2 separate regions of the Capra hircus genome follow, and region 2 is linked to region 1. A link is a contact called in public Hi-C data. All regions are on one chromosome and are shown on one strand. Each heading gives the region's core, a stretch centred on a gene start, on an enhancer-like site or on the middle of the called end of the contact. The rest is flanking DNA. Distances are from core to core; before and after follow the strand shown.

Region 1 (3,815 bases), core at 387-2,886:
AAGCCCAGGAGCAAATACAAACGTACTATCAGTGGGGTTTTGCCAGAATATTCTTTAAAAGTGTAGCTGAAGCAAAGAAAAATGAAATGTATGCTAATATTACTGTAAAAAGACAAGATAAAGTGGTTCTCATGAAAAAGCATAAAACTTATAAAGTAAGTTTACTGTGGTTTCTGATCATAAGCAGCAGGCACTTAAAAGAGGAACTCCAAATTTGAATCAGATGCTGTTATTGTTTTTAAATAGATTCCTACATCTACCCTGCAAAAAGACTTGCATGAGTTGTGTTTACACACAGGATTTGACTGCCAGCCAGGGCCCATACTCAAGAGAAGTGGCAACAAAAGGATGAAGAGCAATCTGCAGGTATGAACAAGCAGTTTGTGCATCCTTGCTGACAAAATTACAGTAACTACCAGCTATAAAAGGACCTCAACAGGTGTTGAGGTATCTGAAATAAATGCTGAATGGACCCTGGGAAAAACAGTAAAATGTACTTTGAAGAGTAAAATAGTAAGATATGTGTGTATATATATATATATGCATCTTGCTGCTACTACTGCTAAGTCGCATTTCCTTCTCCAACCATGAAAGTGAAAAGTGAAAGTGAAATCGCTCAGTTGTGTCGGACTCTTAGCGACCCCATGGACTGCAGCCTACCAGGCTCCTCCGCCCATGGAATTTTCCAGGCAAGAGTACTGGAGTGGGGTGCCATTGCATCTTAAGTATTCTTAGATGGTGGTCTCAGCTGAGAGAGTGACACAGGTCCCCCAAGATCAGGTCATAGACATATAAAGTCAAATTGTAGGTATTACAACCTAAAGAAGGCATGAGCAACATCCTGCACGCAAAGCCCAGGGGGATTAATGTGCAGCTGTGCAGAGCTCCTGCATCCTATTTGCATATAGCATCACCTGAAAGCCCTCCTAAAAGTACAAGACAAATATCCTGTTTCTGAGCAGTTAAATCAGAAAAATGGGCTGGAGGCCATACATTCTCTAGTGATCAGCTGAAATAATGGGGTTTTTCAAAGTTGTTGTTGTTGAAATCGCTCAGTCATGTCCGACTCTTTGCGACCCCATGGACTGTAGCCTACCAGGCTCCTCTGACCATGGGATTCTCCAGGCAAGAATACTGGAGTGGGTTGTCATTTCCTTCTCCAGGGGATCTTCCCAACCCAGGGATCGAACCCAGGGATCGAAACCTGGGTCTCTAGCATTGGAGGCAGACATTTTAACCTCTGAGCCACCAGGGAAGCTTCCTTCTTTAACTAAACTTATTTTGAAACAACTGTAGATTCAATGCAGTTGTAAGAAATAATACAGATAGATGCCATGTACCCTCTGTCCAGTTTTTCTCAGTGGTAATATCTTGCAGAAGTTAAAAGTATTAGTTGCTCAGTTGTGTTTGCCTCTGTGTGACTCAGTGGACTATAGCCCTCCAGGCTCCTCTGTCTATGGAATTCTCCAGGCAAGGATGCTAGAGTGGGTTGTCATTTCCTCTTCCAGAGGTCGAACACCAGTCTCCTGCACTGCAGGTAGATACTTTACCATCTAAGCTACGAGGGAAGCAGTTACAAAACAGTAGCTCAAATTCACAAACTGTAGCACAAATTCACAACCAAGAAGCTCACAGTGATACAGACAAGATATAGCAGGATTCCATTGCTACATGGATCCCTCCTGTTATCCATTCATAGACATAATCACCTCCTGCCTCTTCCTACCCCCAACCCCCAGGGGTCAGGTACTGACCCCTGGCAACCATTAATGTTCTCCACATCCTACCTCTGTCTTTTCAAGACTGTTCTATAAATGGAATCATTCGATATGTGACCTTTGGGGATTGGCTTCTTTCACTCTGAATAACTGCCTCAAGACTCAGCCTGGTTGTTTCATGTGTCATTCTTTTTTGTTGCTGAATAGGATTCCATGGTACCTATGTGTCATCATTTAACACTTCACCTTTGAGGAACACCTGGACTATTTCCAGTTTGGGCTGGGACATTCATGTCCAGGTTTCCCTGGGATATGCTTTTGCTGGGTCATACAGTAACTGCTGTTTAGACTCATAAGGAACACTGCACTGTTTCCAGAGTGGCTGCAACAGTTTATATTCCTCCCCAGCAATGTGTGAGGCATGCAGTTTCCTCACATCCTCAGTGGTATTTGCTGTTCTTTTGTACTTCAGTCATTGTGACAGGTGTGCAGTATTAACCTATTGTGGTTTTATCAATAATTTACTTTTCCCTAATAGAAAATGATGCCATTAGAGACAAGCACCTCTTTTCAAGTATTTATTTGCTCTGTGATGAAATGTTTCTTCAAGTTTTTTGCCCATTTCCTAATTGGACTGCTTGCTTTATAAGCTACATTTTGAGATATTTACGTATTTTAGACACTAGTTTTTTTGTCAGGCAAGTCTCTTGTAAATATTTTCTCCTAGTCTGTAACTTATCTTTTCATTCTCTTACACAGGTCTTTCACAGAACAAATGAGATCAAATTTATTGACCTTTCTTTCTGTGGATTGTGCTTTTGGTAACATAGTCTAGCAACTCTTTACCTAGCCCTAGATCCTAAAAATCTCATCCTGTTAATTCATTTTTTCTAAAACTTTTACTGCATTTAAGTGCAAATGATTCTTTTGGAGTTAATTTTATTTACATTATGAGTTTCAGGTCATTTTCATTATTTTATCTGTGAATGGCCAGTTGCTCCATCACCATTTGTTGAAATGGTTATCCTTCCCCCATTGAATTGCTTTTGCCCTTTTGTTAAGTTCAATTTGTCAAAATTCTCTGCAGGTCTTTTTCTTGGGTCCATATTCAGTACCACTTAGTTATGTGTCACCATGCTGATTACAGTAAGCCTTAATGAAAATAGTTATAAAAAAATAGGTCATGCCAGCCTTGTACTTGAAAACTAAATTTCCAAGAGCTCCCTGTTGCACGGAAAAATGATATCCTAAGTCCTTATGCAGACTCACAGAGCCTTACAAAACCAGATCCCATACAGCTTTTCACTTTGTACCTTTTATTGCTCGTGCCCAGGCTGCTATTCATTCCCACCATCAGTCTGCTCTGTGCTCTCTGAGCGCCTCTTAGAAACTTTACCAGAATGCTCTTCCCCAAATTTTCATATTTTTGTCATCAGTTCTTAACTTATCACCTCCCTTAAAAAGCCATATGTACATATGTTCATTCAGTTCTGACAATATCCTAAAAGGTTTTATTATTGTCCTCATTTTATAAGTGAGAAAACTAAGGCACAGACACATTGACTATCTTACCAAGGTTACCCTTCATTTGAAACGGCAGCGCAAGGATTCAGCTCAGGCTGTTTATGTGCTTAGTCATTATACTAAAAAAAGAGGTGAATTAAAAGACTGTTTTTGTGTTTGGTTTTTTTTTCCCCCCCCGTTTGGCTTCTCTGATAGAGATTAGGACAATTGCCAAAATCTTTATTACTTAGCACCTTTTATTTGATTACTTCTAGTTCCAGTTCCAAGGAAAAATATTGCTATCTCAGGAAAGGGTAAGACACAGAACAAATTTTAAGAGAATTTCTTCAGTGTGACTCACTTGTGAGATAATTACAGGGCTGCCACATCTATAGCTTTTCACTTGACTCCAGTGACCTAAACCCCAGATAAAGCATTCACTAAATTTCCCCCTCAAACTTAATTTGATCTTAACAACCTTAAGAGAGTTGACTATACTGTCTTCTAAAGATGCCCCTATATAAACTTCATTTGGAACTCTGAAACAATTCAACATTTGAAACCAGTTTCAAATTTGAAACCAGACATCAACTT
Region 2 (3,815 bases), core at 556-3,055, 420 kb after region 1:
ACTTTCACTAAACATAAATATTTTAACATATATTAATTTTTCTGACATTCAAAACTGTAGTCAATATGGCAGAATTATTGTTAAAAGCACATATGTACAAATATTCTTTTTCCATACATAAAGTATTTGGCATAATTATAACAATCATACTGCATCCACAACAGTTTGCTTTTATTTTTAATTTTTTACATGTAATGGTATCTCTTATTAAAATTAACCAATTATGTACAAAAATACTTGAACATTTATTATAGAAAACCTCTATAACCAGTCTCAACAGCATATACCTGCTGAATGGTTTCGAAGGGAATATAAAAAAGTGGTCACTGCCTTCTGGGTAAGCTAGCAACAAAAACAAACACAATTAAACTAAAATGAGCTTCCCAACAAAAGAGGGAAAATATTCAACAGTATGATTTAAAATACAGTTCATATCTATTGTCAGTTGAGTGTTATAAACAGTCAGTAAAGAAAACAAGATACAAAATACATTACTACATACAAGGTGCTTTTCTCTTTTCACACTCCTATGACTGTGGCATTAGCATCCCTATCTAGATCTAAGATGCTATGTTGTAATGTTCAAGCTAGAGCCGTCTACAGCCATCCTCCTCTAACAAAAGGACAACAGGATTCGTTCAGAAGACAAGCCCCACTGGTAACAATGGAGTTGTGAGGAATTTCTTATTTTGCACAGGACTGAAAGTTAATGCCCTTGCCTTTTGAAAGTCCTTTTGCCATTTAATCATGCTAATATATTTTCTCTACTTTTTTTCATTTACTCTATCGATTTAATACTGTCCTGTATTGATTCCTGAATTCTTATTAACGGGACACATTAATTTGTGCCTACTTAATACATGAACATCTCTTCTTCAATGACAAATTGGGTAGTGGAAATTATCTAAAGAAGCACAAGATTCAAGTAAACATTTCTCCTGGGGTCTTTTGCTTCATCAACCTGATTGGAACTCTGGAAGTAAATTGCACCTTGAAAAGAAATACAGTAGATACCATGGGGTCAGGGTACTAAACAGTTTACCAACCAACTGGTAGAGTAGCTTCTGAAGAATGTAGACAGCAGTCAAGGTCAAAAGCAACCTGAAAGAAGTATGTTTCAAGAACAAAACCGCTTCCAGTCCCAATCCTTGCAACTCCTTTAGTGTATATCTCACTAGCCTGCTTTAACTGTTAATTAGGATGATGTGCATTCATTTGTCTGTTGCTAGAAAGAGTCAGAAATCTCACGTTATTTACAGAAGTCTTCTAAGGTAAGGACCACTGCCTTAGGATGTGCACTGACTTAATAAGCTTTCAGGAAGTATCAAGTATTCAGTAAAAAGTATACAACATTATCACGCTTCGTATTGTTTGACAATATTTTACTGGTTGAGATTAAACTATGTAAAAAAAAAAGTGAACATAAAAAGATACAAAAGAAGGCTTTATCACTATCACTTTCAAACGAGAAACGGTGTAATGAAATTCAGCCATACTGGGGACATCTGCCGTTGGGGGTCAGTAACTTTTAATATTGTGCAACATTCTATTAAGTGAGTTTAAATTCCATTCATCTAAAGACAAATCTGAGTTAAGTTATTAAAGTGCCTACACTAAAGATGTCTTTTCACCATACCTCTTAATGTCTTGTAAACGGCAAAGAATGCGTCGCAGGGAAATAGAAAAGGGACTTATAACTGGGAGACTTTCCGGGGCAGGGGCCTGGGCCGCGGGCCGGGGTCCGTCCTCCTGGTCCCGTTCTCCAGGTGGCCCGACCGCGCCGCCAGGGGCTTGGGGGGCAAGGCGGGCGGCTCGGCGGTGACGGGGATGGAGAGGCTGTGAGGTAGCGGCACGGGGCGCCGCAGAGTCCGCTCGTACACGCTGTACGGCGGCGGCGTCTTGCTCTCCTTACGCACCGGCTCCTCCGACCCGCCGCCGTAGCCCGGCCCCGACCCCAGCGGCGCCGCAGAGGGTTCATTCACCTGATTTTCAAAGCCTGAGGTCTCTGACGTGCTACACCGGCTGAGGGACGAAATGCCACTGCTGTAGCTGCCCGACAGCACGGGGGAGTTGGAGATGAGTCCTGGGGAGTGGTACTCCACGGGCGAGGGGGTGAAGGACTGCACGGAGCCCTGTGCGGAGGGGAGACGGCAGACTGTTCAGCGACAGGGTGATGAGCTCTGCTGTGTCCCCCCTCAAAACCCAGAGTCTGAAGCCTTTCTCTCCCACACCCTTGGGGAAGGCATGCCAGGCCTGGAGACTTCTGAGCTCCTGCCAGACTCTTGCTGAAGCCGCGGGTTGGCAGCCCTCAGGCTATGTAGCCTGAGAGAGCAGACGTTTCATCTGCAGTGTTTTTAAAAGCCTCAGTTGCTAATTTTGTAAAATAGGATGGTTTCCCACCAAATGTGCATTTCTTTAAGCACTGGAAGTTCTAGCAACACGGCTCACTTTCTCTTTCGGTAGAGAATCTCTTGCTGAGCAGGAGCTGGCCCTTTAGATGGGGCCTGAATCCCTCCGTTACCTACCGTCACCGCCACATCACACAGAGGCCTCATTTGTTAACTGTCTATTCCCACTGGCAGCAAAATCTGTACTTCCTTTTGGGCTTCCCTGGTGGCTCAGAGGGTAAAGAATCTGCCTGCAATGCAGGAGACCTGGGTTCCATCTCCCGGTGGGCAAGATCCCCTGGAGAAGGAAGTGGCAACCCACTCCAGTACTCTTGCCTGGGAAATCCCATGGACAGAGGAGCCTGGCGGGCTGCAGTCCATGGAATCCCGAAAGAGTCAGACACCACTGAGTAACATACACACACATTCTCTCTCCCCGCCCCTTTCCCCTCTCCCCTAACAGCATTCTGAAAAGGGGATTCTGCTGGGAAATCCTGCATCCTATGTACTCCTTGAGTCCATTCAGAGCCTATTAGCTCATTAAAGTCTGACAATAACAGAACCTCAATGACTTTGTTCAGCCCAGTGTTTGCTAAACTTATTTCACCACAGACCTTTTTTTCCCCCCTCCTTATTTATCACATAATGGCCTATAAAACCAAGAAATGTTATCCTAGACTAACTTTACCTCGGTCTCTCTTTTTAAACATGAGAATGCTGGTAGACACAAATCCTTTCATTTATCAGGAGCCTAAGATCAAGAACGGCCAATTAAAAGATCCAATTTCACTGGTTTTTTGTTAAAAGTTAGACCCCAAGTGCAAAATAGGGCAGGTAAGCGGAGTCTTCTCCACGGGGTTAATTCCCTCATTTAATTGCTGAAAAAAAAACTCTTTAACAGTTTTCTGCATTCTAAGCACAGCAAGAGAAGGGGACGATGGAGGATGAGATGGTTGGATGGCATCACCGACTCGATGGACATGAGTTTGAGCAAGCTTTGGGAGTTGTAGATGGACAGGGAGGCCTGGCGTGCTGCAGTCCATGGGGTTGCAGAGTCAGACACAACAGAGTGACTGAACTGAACTGAAGCACAGCAAAGCGAGTAACTTGGTAGCACTACGCCCTCTAATGTCACCCAGAGTTACAACACAATGTTTCTTCTTTTCAAAGCCTGATTTGTAGATACTGCTACAAGGCTACCTATAGCCAGCCAAGAACACAGGCAGGTCTGTGGAAAGGAGAGTATACACCACTTTGCTAACTTTGGTGCCTACTTGAATGTTTTCAACTCTTTGATTCTATTATTATAAAAGAATAATTCCTAATTTTATCTGATTACTAATTTGCAAACCAAGTTAAAAAATGCATATGTGAATCCCATAGCAACATGTGGGGTTCTTTGCTAGTAAGGGGAAATGTAACGATGCA

Evidence for each region. A called contact is a pair of places that touch in the nucleus more often than the background predicts.
Region 2: a Hi-C map of blood shows a contact between it and region 1, with 6 times the contacts expected there. The contact joins two enhancer-like sites. A contact is called at or near these places in 2 of 5 Hi-C or Micro-C datasets (both in blood).

What each region holds. Positions count from the first base shown.
Region 1 is chr4:63,198,340-63,202,154 of ARS1.2, forward strand. All of the region lies in intron 4 of IMMP2L (mitochondrial inner membrane protease subunit 2), which reads right to left. Among named protein-coding and RNA genes, the nearest start is that of LRRN3, 220 kb to the left of the region's middle. Within about 2 kb of position 1,637, at least 1 of the 5 cell types and tissues checked has an H3K27ac peak or open chromatin away from gene starts, as enhancers often do.
Region 2 is chr4:63,614,691-63,618,505 of ARS1.2, forward strand. DOCK4 (dedicator of cytokinesis protein 4) reads right to left here. Exons shown (of 52, transcript XM_005679177.3): 52 at 1-2,132. The coding sequence ends at 1,692. Among named protein-coding and RNA genes, the nearest start is that of IMMP2L, 150 kb to the left of the region's middle. Within about 2 kb of position 1,806, at least 1 of the 5 cell types and tissues checked has an H3K27ac peak or open chromatin away from gene starts, as enhancers often do.